Regions from separate parts of the Anas platyrhynchos genome. Here region 2 is linked to region 1. A link is a contact called in public Hi-C data. All regions are on one chromosome and are shown on one strand. The core of a region is the stretch at or near the end of the contact, and the rest is flanking DNA. Distances in the headings are between cores, read along the strand shown. Region 1 has its middle 17 kb from the start of SMAD5. Region 2 overlaps SMAD5 (SMAD family member 5).

Evidence for each region. Hi-C and Micro-C count contacts between places; a contact is called where the count stands out from the background.
Region 2: a Hi-C map of subcutaneous adipose tissue shows a contact between it and region 1, with 5 times the contacts expected there. The contact joins two enhancer-like sites. A contact is called at or near these places in 3 of 8 Hi-C or Micro-C datasets (liver, skeletal muscle and subcutaneous adipose tissue).

Annotation. Positions count from the first base shown.
Region 1 is chr14:3,704,939-3,710,099 of IASCAAS_PekinDuck_T2T, reverse strand. No RefSeq gene overlaps it. Among named protein-coding and RNA genes, the nearest start is that of SMAD5, 17 kb to the left of the region's middle. Within about 2 kb of position 3,414, at least 3 of the 8 cell types and tissues checked have an H3K27ac peak or open chromatin away from gene starts, as enhancers often do. A contact at or near this core is called in subcutaneous adipose tissue, where this site is marked.
Region 2 is chr14:3,746,477-3,751,992 of IASCAAS_PekinDuck_T2T, reverse strand. SMAD5 (SMAD family member 5) reads right to left here. Exons shown (of 8, transcript XM_072044641.1): 5 at 5,131-5,250; 6 at 4,264-4,485; 7 at 1,502-1,758; 8 at 1-270. The coding sequence ends at 127. Among named protein-coding and RNA genes, the nearest start is that of SMIM32, 16 kb to the left of the region's middle. Within about 2 kb of position 3,767, at least 1 of the 8 cell types and tissues checked has an H3K27ac peak or open chromatin away from gene starts, as enhancers often do. A contact at or near this core is called in subcutaneous adipose tissue, where this site is marked.

The sequences.
Region 1 (5,161 bases), core at 2,165-4,664:
GACAAAATTTGTATGGGAAAGGAGCATTATTGCCAGTCCCATGCAGGGTCTCAAATTCATGCTGGTATTTGAAACACGAGTAAAGAGAAACTTCCAGACAAACTCAAAAAGAAAAAAAAAAAAGGAAAGAAAAGAGAAAAAAGGATAAAAAAGAGAAAAAAAGAACTAGCAATTAATATGTGAAAATGCAGTTTTCAGAATTGCCTAAATAAGACAGAAGCCCTATATTTATTTCTAAAGTTCTTATCACTTTGGAGGAAGCAAATCCAATAAGCATTTGCAAAGAAAACTGTTGTAAAATCCACTAATGCACAGCAATAACACATTGCAACTGCAATCAACACCTTTCTCGTCAGTCCAGCAAATAAATATTCACTGCCCTGTACGTGATCTGCAGCTTGCAGCAAAGATGACCCCAAGCACATGGGAAAAGGATCAAAACAAAAATCACGTGATTATTCTGAACAGAAACTACATTATCCATGGAAGAGACAAACACACATGGCCTTCAGATTCTCGTAAAACAATACCAGGGCTGCATCGGGACTAAAACTGGGAAAAGCAGATGCTGCCCAAAGAAGAATATGCTGGAGATGTTTAACATGCACAGCACATATCAGGAAATCATAGTGCTTTCATGTGAGCTGAGAAGAGCTCATTGCAAGCTCATTTCCAGATAGCATTGATGAACTTAATGAAGGAGAGACTCAAGGGGCAGAATTCGGGGCAGGGGCTGTAGGATCACTGGGGCTGGCTGAGTGAGCCCTTTCATTCACTTCTCCTGAAGACAGGACCAAACTACAGAAGTGATTCTGGCCTTAAGGTCAAGAGCTACCAAAAAATCACAGGAATGGTTCTCCAGCATTTCCTCTTAAGGGACCCTGTTATCCACAGCAAGGACTAGAAAACTTCAGATGGTGCTTGTTCATGGAATGAGAAAGAGTGATGCACGGCAGGAGGGTCCCTGAGACACAGGGGAGAGCACTCCCCTGCCCCCTAAACTGCAATTTTAAATCCTTCAGAAATGTATTGAGTTTAACCTTTGCATTTATTTTTTTTCAGAACTAAGACACACTTTCTGGCTCAGGCATGAAGAAGTGGCAGAGAAATCATATTAGATAAAATGGATAAATATTTGGGGTGTTCACATGGGGTATTCCTGGAGCAGGGTGCAGAGCTTCAGGTGTTTGTGCAGTTGGGCATTCACCATTTTCCGTGCGCACGGTCTACAAAAAATGTGAGAAAAAGAAACCTCCATGTTCAACCACAACTACCTCCATAATGTCTGTTAGCCAGATTTCAACTCCTCCATTCTAAGAAGACCACAAAGGCCACCACATTTCCTCAACTGTCATCACCGAGCACGAGAAGGTGATGCTTGGAGTTCCAGCTCAATACATGCACACTGCACCCGTGGCCCTCCAGGCACGTCCACCACGCTCTTCCAGAGACACCGCAGTGCCATGTCACCATCAGGTGAACAATGGCAAAACTCAAGCCAAAAGTGACAACAGAAACAGCTGGGTCCTACGGAAGGGAGGTGACTGTGCCGATGATGTTGCTGTTGGCCATGGGCCCTGCTGCAGGGCAGCTGCAGCGCAAAGGCTGCAGCTGCCTCGCTCTTAGGATGCACACTGTGCCTGTCAAGGTGAAGGAAAAGCAGCTTGTGCCCTGAGTCTATTCTCACCCTTCCTTCCTCTTAAAGAAGGAAAAAAAAAAAATCAACAACAAAAACAGCCCCCCCACATAAAACAGAGAAGCAGACAATTAAAATGTTGGGGCTGACAGTTTGTCTAAAAGTTTTTTGGTTTTGAACCATCTGGTATTTTAAAGTAATATGTCAGGGGGAGTTAATTATCCTATAGGCATCAGATGAGGCCAAAACCCCAGTGTGAAAACGCGCTGACAAGCACCGTTCACACAGTTAACAGCGCTGGCGTGACGTGTGAGCTGCCCGCCAGAGAAACACGTGAAGCAGCCACTTGAAAAACAAAATTCCCCACTTTCTTGTGCATGTGGAATGAGCATGATTTATCTGGGAAGGAATTTGCCCTCAGTGTTGATCTCCTTAAAAGAGACTGCAACTAAAATAGCTACAAGGCTGTTCAAAAATTAACCAGTTGTCGTGTGCAGGGACTTTCACGGATTTTCCCCGCGTGCTGAGCCAGGCTCTTCCCGGCACTGCTGTCAGTGCCTCAGGAGCCTTCATCCCACAGCAGATGGTGGCAGTGGGTCCGAGTGGGGTAAAGAAATCATCACTTTGGGGTGATTTCTAAGGCAGGAGGCCCCAAGGGAGGGCAGGATCCCAGCTGGGAGCAGGCCACAAGGGCCCAGGCCTTGGGCACGGCCTGTGGTGGTTTGGAGGCCAGGCCAGGGCCAGCTGACACAAATCACTCCCCCAGCCAAACGGGGAGGATCGCAAAGCTCAGGAAGCGGGATTAGAATCACAATTTGTTGGCACGGACGGTGTTGGCTTCGTAGCATCTGCGAAACCTAAAGGGAATTGCTGGGGGGTGAGGGGAGGCACCCAACCAAAAGCCTCCCAAACAAAACAGCCTCTTTTGTAGCGTACAAACTCTCCCACACAGCCAGGCCCTGAGCTTTGGGCCAAGCTTGGCTTCCATTTCCAAAGCAAAGCAGCAACAAGGCAGGGGTCAGGGCCGGGCTGCCCGGTGACCATGGGCAGGGACAGACAGACCACATTTTCCCCCCCTCCCCCCCCCCCCAGGGCCCACAGCATGGTGAGACAGATTTCACGTCCTTTTACTCACAAAAATCTTCATTTTGGCCTTTTACATAGAAAAAAAAAAAAAGTAAGAGTTCATTGAAGGGTTTTAATGAACCTTTAAAGACATCACTGCGAGGAATGCTGAATTAACCTGCCAAAACAGCGTTATTGAGCTCCTGGAAATTCACAACAAGGAAATGCATGTTTAATGTACCTCATTTAAGCCATATTATTCAGGGGAATCAGCAGGTGTATTGCTCTGGAGCACACAAGATGCTAATGGAGACAGCGTGCAGTCATTCACCCTGTGCCTTTCTGGAACTGAAGAAAAACAACAAAAAATAAATACTTTCCTCTCTCCCAGAGGCAAAGGAGCTTTCAGTCTCCCCCCCCCCTCCACATACAGGACAGGTCTGTGTGTGAAGCAAGGAGTGGCAGACTTGGTCAAGTCTCCTGCTGTGCCAGAGACAGCCCAGAGCCCATCTGCTCCTGGCATTTCAGACCCAGACCACAACCCCGAAAGCCCCAACTTCCCTGCTCCCTCACCTAGGAAGCACTGGGATGCCATGGAGCCCTTAAAACTTCTGCATGTGCCCCAAATTACTGAAGACTCACTGATGCCCAGAGCACGATGTTGCAGCATGCTGCCTGAGTGGAAGGGGAACAACTCTGGTCTTTGCTTCCAAAACTGCTCCATCTGATGGCGAGCTGATGTAAGACACAGCCAGAATTTTAGAAGCAAGAGCCCAGGAAGCTGGCCCTTTGCTACCAGCATCCACCTCAGGTCTCACAGCTCCTTTTGTAGCATTACAGCTGGGAGCAAATGCTTGCACCCAACACGTCTGTCTTCTTCAACAACAGCAGTGATTCACCTAAATAAATCCCTCTATATCTAGTTCCTGAAATCTTTATGCCAACACTGCTTCTCTATAGCAAAACCTTTCTAACAGCGTGGACAGCACATTCTCTCTGAAGACATATCTTGCACAGAAACAGCAAAGAAATTGAGTGAGAAAGGAGTAGGAATAGCTACAAGTTGCATGTCAATACATCTTCACTGGAATACAGAAAATTGCTCCATTGTTTGGGAGGCTGTGGAAAACCTGCCAGGCTACAAAAATACTGAGATGCTCTTATCAGAGTGGTGTGAGTGCATAGAAAAGGAATTGCATGAAATTGCCCAAATGGAAATGCCTGCAAATAACAGTGTAAACCTCAGACTTTGGAAAAGACACATCTTCCACAGGAATGTTCCTGGGCACATGAGGGTCAGAGGGGTGACAGGGCAGTAAGAAGTAGATCTGGACCAGCTTCACAGCTATGGGAGCCAGCACTGGGGAGCTCTCACCAGCTGGCCTCTGCTCACTGTTCGGCTGGCAGCAAAGATTGGGATTTCAAACAGAGCCTCTCACATGCATCGTAATGTAAGATGATGAGAAGTTGGAAGAGATGAGAAGGGGGTTATTCTGCTATTTCCCATGTGAATGAAGAGATGAGGACACCTGTAAGTACAGCAGCTGGAAGCAATAACACCACGTCCCCCATTTCAGACTTTCTTATTCAATGCTGAAGAGGACAATCCTTCCTGATGCCCTGCATCCACACTGCTCAGTATTCATGCCCCTTTTTCCCCACTTCATTTCCATGCAGGTGTTGGCAGAGCAGTGCCACCAGCAGATAGGGGACAGCAGGAGCTGATGGGCACGAGCTCCCCAGCCCTCCATGCTGCAGGTTTCTGGAAACAACGCTGGATTGCTCCCACTTACTAAAACAGTCGCAGTTTTTACAGCACCATTTAAACGACTTCCTCAGGAAATTTCACAGGCACACTGGCAGGCATTGATTTCAAGCAGAAAATAACCCAGCAGGAAACTCAAAGAGGAAAGATGTGCTGTAATTATATCTCTTCGGGGCTTGCAAGACAGAGGAAGACAAGACATAAACGAGCACATGCACCAAAGCTATAATGTGAAGCAATGCTGTAATTAATACAATCAAAGCTTTCAGAGTGCTTTTCTTACAATCAGAGTTTCGATGCCTCAGCACACAGTTATCCCTTTGCTTACACACGAGCTCAGCAGCGTCGTTGTTAATTGGCACGGACTGTCTCATCTCTCCGCAATCCAGTTAAACAGACACAAGCAATTAAGTACCTGTGACGATTCCTGGCTCACAAAAAGGGCCTGGGATGCAGCTTAGGCTTTCATTCCATTTCTAGAAATAAACGCTTTAACAGAAGAAAACAGCACAATGAACGTAGGTAATGGCTCTGAGGTCTGAAACTGCTTCACACCGTCACAAGAACAGACATTCCTTTTATGCAGCTTCTCTCAAATCACCTTTTCTCAGTCAGTTGAGGATCTGCACACACACTCCCTCTCTTTAGCTAATTGAAAATTAACCTGTGGTGTCTTTGCTTCGAAGCACATGATT
Region 2 (5,516 bases), core at 2,518-5,017, 42 kb before region 1:
GGATTTAAAAAAAAAAAGTTAAACCATAAGATCCATTCTCCATACAGCTCACAGTATCCATACTGGAAGTTTCTCTAGAGTTGGAGCAAGTTCACTAAAAATAATGCTGAAGATAGAATTTCAGCACTATGAAACAGATGAGATGGGATTAAGAGGAGAACCCATTTGTGTAAGTACTTTATCCAGCCACTGGAGGGGCCCATGAAGATGAATTTCTATCCAGCATGGGGTGCTCGTGACATCTTGTCGATGATATTCAGCTCCCCAGCCCTATAAAAATGAACAAAATATTATAAATCAAGTTGAGAATATACTCACGTTTTGAAATAACTGTACTAACAAGCACTAGAAAGTTATCTACGATATATATCTGAAGGTAACTCACAATCTAGCAACAAATCTTATCATCTATAGATAAGAAAAAAAACTCAGGTTTGGAACGAGTGGTAGGGAGGCTGTGCTCAGAAGCCATAATCAAGTCTCCTCTGCTAGACAGAGTCATTGCGTGAGCTCCAGAGGGACTCCTAGGTATAGCTGCATCTCTTTTCTGTTTCTCCCTCCTGCTCCCTGTCCTCCACACTCTCAAACTGAACACTGTTCATCACCATTGGCAAAACAAACAATTGTAAGATTTTGAGAAACGTGTCTCATCCTGTGCTTATGCAGTATTTAACTACCTGGAGTTCATTTGGTTTGTAGGCAGCACTATGACATGTATCTAAAGAGCAGGACAGGGTATAACATATATAATGGTATATCTGGTTAACCTGAAGGAACCAGGAGCCCTACCATATTTACTAACTCAGGCCAAATAGCAAGTGCAATGGGTACAAAAAGATCCTTGAGGCAATATCCACAGAATTCCATTGGTTTTAACGTGTCAATTTATAAATGGAACGAAGATTTCCTGCTTCATTTCATTTTAACCTTGAATACTTCGTATCAAGCTTTCTTTTTGGACACAGTGTGACAAAAACTGGAGGGACAATCAATTTTGAGGAAACACTACTGTGAGAATAACAGGACAGTTTGATTTCTTGGATTTAAATTATTTTATTTCCATATTAACAAACAATTATATAACTGTATTTAAATTTTTAAACTATTTGAAGGAGTTGCACAATTTTATTCAATCACTTACGCTCCTCTCTACTCTCATTCTTGTAATGCTCTTGTAGTTTATTTTGCTCAGATTCAGAGCACTAGCTCAAATCTCCTTTAGTAACTTTAGAGTAACTACAATGATTAAAACCCTGTCCAGAATACTTAGAGTAACTGAATACATAGCCAATGTTCAACAGGCAAACTGTGCTTTTCTTTTCAGTACCCTAATTTCCTTCATTTCTTCCTCCTAAGTCAGCATTTTCAACGTATTTTAAAATTGAAAATAAGCAAATCAGGTTCAGAACTGCTTTGCTACATCGCTATGGTGCTATTGTAAATTACTGCTGAGTACCCAAATTCACAATAAGTTTAAATACCCCCAAAATAATTTCTTTACCTTCACAAAACTCATTCGAATGGTGCACATTTTGGTGAGTTCATATACTGCTTCAAATCCGTGGTTGACAGACTGAGCTAAAAGCTGAGCAAATTCCTGATTGTTAAAAATTTTCAGACTGCATCCACTAGGAATCTTGCACACAGTTGTTGGATGAAAGCCATGGTGGTAGTTGCAGTTCCTGCTCTGTACAAATATGCTGCTATCGCTTAAACACTCAGCATAGACTTCCCCACCAACATAGTAGAGATGAACACCTTGAAAAAAAGAGAAAAATGTTTCAATTTTTCTTTTTCAAAATAAAAAAACAGAGTACTTAATCCCCTTGAAATCAGAGACAACTACGTAAATTTTCTGTTCAACAAGCTTTTTGAAAAAGCTGTTTTGTCCCAACCGTCTTATGCCCAGTGTAACACATTTCCATTTCAAAATACAACAGGCTTCATTACACATCAACCACTAGATGTCCTTCTCTCGTCAACTACAGAACAAAACGAAAAAACTACTTCCCATGTCAACAGCTATTTCAAGCTAGTTTCCTAGAGAACTTATGCAGATTCTAAAACTGCAGTGTTAAAAAACTGTTGGCTTCCACCCATGGGAATTCCAAAGAAAATAAAAGAGTCTTCGGTGCAGGGGTAGTGATAGACATGAATGAGAAAGTACATCCCTAGTCTGCTCTGATTTTCAGCCTATTTTTTCAAGCAAAGGCAGATGTGAGTCCCATTATCTGTACAAATTAAATAACATCAGGTTTTACGGACTTTAAAAATCAAGGTAGACCCTAGACTTATTATAACTGCCTGGATTCAGCAATGCACATAAATAATTCCCTCTCTTTATATTCTGAAGCTCCTACTACATACAACATCTGACTCAAAATTTAAACATAAAAGCCACTAATCCTTTCAGTGTCTGACCACGGATGCTCACCGCCACTTTTCCACCACATCTTCGCCCTTTTTCCCCCACCCGCCACTGCCATACAGTTGTGTTTTAGTTCAGTTTGGTTAAGTCTTTCTTGAAAGGCTCAGAGAATCAACTGCTGACTATGCCATCGTTTACCAGGTGAGGCTGTAGCAAGCCAACAGATGCAAGCTGATCTTTCAGACAGCAACAACTGTCGTGAACATTGCTAGATCCATTTAGGACTATGGCAGAATGAAGTTTACACAGAGGAACCCTTGGCTTGATCAACTATAAACAGCTGGCAGAAAATCTGGGTGAGCAAGAATACATCTTCACTACACAACCCTATTTATGGCACAGAGACCACCACCACTTGCTAGCTGAATTATTTTTGGTAAAGGCCTACTGAGAGATATAAAAAGAAGGGAGCTGTATAATATAACAGTCTGAGAAGAAAACTGATATGTCAAAACAAAAATGCACAATTAGAAATCATTTGTGCTTGCACTACAGTATGTCTACAGAAGTTCAGCAGATAGAATTGGGTAGTTTTTGGGAGGCAAAAAACTCCAAGACCGTCTGAACAAAAGCCACACATTACCTTTTATCCCAAACCAATCTGAATTTTTCTCAGGAATGCTACTACAAAGCAGTTTTAGCTTAGTAACTAGTACTAGACACACAGCATTTTGAAGCTCCAGATTTACTTGTAGTTCCTACTACTCTATGTGATCTTGGATCCATTTTAAATGTAACATTTCTCTGCCAGTACTATCAAAAGTGGTCAAAGCAAAAAATCTGACAATCATTTTCCCCTACTCCCATCCACCTCAGAAAAAATTAGTTGTTTTTCATTTATATTAATCCTTCTTAGACAACAGAATTGCAGAGATAAATTTCTAAAAAATATTAATATACGTCTGGCAGTTTCCAAAACAACTGAAAAGTGTTGCCATGTTTATAGTAGTTTCTAATTAAAAGCCTCATAAGGGACAGGACAGGCCTTGAAGATGCACTATCAGCAACAGTGACTTGCATCTGGAAAGCTGAAGCCTGAACATATCAAACAATTTTAGGTGCTAAAAAGGCCTCTGGATCGGTGCAATAGAAATCAGGTTCTCTTCTCAGGACTTCACCAGTTAATTACAAAAAAGGGCATGCTCAGAAAGGGAGCACTACATTTTAAGATAATCCAAGCACATTCCATCAAGGATGAACACTGCGCATCTATACATGCTATCAGCCAAACATTACGGGAAAACTAGAAGATCTTGCAAAACCTGCTGTCTCCAGGAATCCCTCCCACACACATACACACCCATGGATTCACTCAGACAAATGAGCCCTTGCAGTTTTACATTAGCACTTCAAAGTCCTGCTGCCAACTTATGCAAGATATTTGAACATACTGTAGACAGCAGTGTAATACCCTGCATGAACAACAAAAATAAAAAGTGTATCTTTGATATACTGTAAAGTGGTATGAAGAATTTGATTTACGAAGCAGATATAGAACTTCAGAAGTCCTGCAGTGTGTTTCTTGGTGCTGAAATAAAAATTTCTACATACAGAATATCATTAACCATAACGAAAAGCCCCTATGACACTACAGTTTGGTAAGAATGAGTTAAATTTTTAAATAAGTAATAAAGAAAAATGTATGCCATTTCTAAACCAATTAGAAACAAACCATGCCTAAGTAACTTGTCTTCAGATACTGGAGAAGTAGATAATAAACCACAGAATACTTCAGCTTCTCTGTGCTGCAACAATGACTACTCACAAACAAGAACAGAAGAAGTAAAAAACAAGACTTCAGCTTCCTAATCATGCATAATATGACAAAGCTTTACCTTTCCCAATATGTCGTCTAGTGTTCTCAATTGTTGAGTTGCGATTAACATTCGAGAGCAAACCTAAGCAGAACCTGTTTTTATTATTGGAGGGATCTGTAAACCCATCTACTAAGACACTTGTAGAAGATGCATGAAAAGCCTCTCCAACACGATTATTTAATTCGTAATACACGATCGAACACCAGTGTTTGGGTTCTTCATAGGCAACAGGCTGAACATCTGAAAATAAGCAAAATGGAAATAACAGTTTACATAAATGTCAAAATACTAAAACTAAAACTGCAAAGCAAGTCTTCCAGGATATCAATAATCAACAGCTTAGCCAACTTTTATGATGAGCAAGAACAGTCCTGATTAGTCTTAATTATTTTCACGCATTTCAGCTAGTCTGTTGATTTTAATCACTTTCCTATTTTAAGTCTTATATCAAGAAAAAAAAGACACAAAAAACACAAATGACTGATACCTGGTGAAACCTTCCACTTTTTTTTTTTTAATTATTATTAATTTTTTTTAATTATTATTAATTATTATTAATTATTTAATTATTTTGGCAATTTTCAGAGCCTTTGTGAATATACAATTCTGACAGCAAGCAGAAGTAGCAGGAAAAACCCTAATTCTAAGAACGAAAAAGTTCAATTCATCATAAACTGTACTACACATCTGAGGCATTAAAAGCAAGAGAGGCAAATGAGCAAGGCAAGTTTTGCTTCGTAGTTCTTACTGTTAGAACTCCAGTTTTTCTTGGACTACTTCCACTTATCAACACAGATTTATTGCATCATTTGAAGCTATTCATTCAACTTGGTTGTGAGTACTAAGAAACCAAACAATGTTACTTTTACATACTATACAACTTACCTCTGGTAGATATATTTGGCATAATTTGAGGGATCATTGTATTGCTTGTGTCCATAGACTGCGAGTTATCCTGCCCCATCTGATCATCAGGGGGCATATATGCAGGAGGTGGAGTATCAGCTACAAACAAGAAAAAAAAAAAGACTGAATAAACCTCAACCATTTAAATTAATTATTTATTTATTCACTTTACAGTTGTAAACACATTAAAATATTCTTTAATAGGAGATATTAAAACATTTGGACCAGTTTTCAAAGTAACACGAAGACAATACAGCCAGCTGTCTTTACAGCAAACTTCAACAGCTGCATTCTTAGTTTAGAAGAGACAAGGCTAGACATGAGAAAAACTAAGATATGCACCTTTTTCTTTGTTTGTTTTTTAT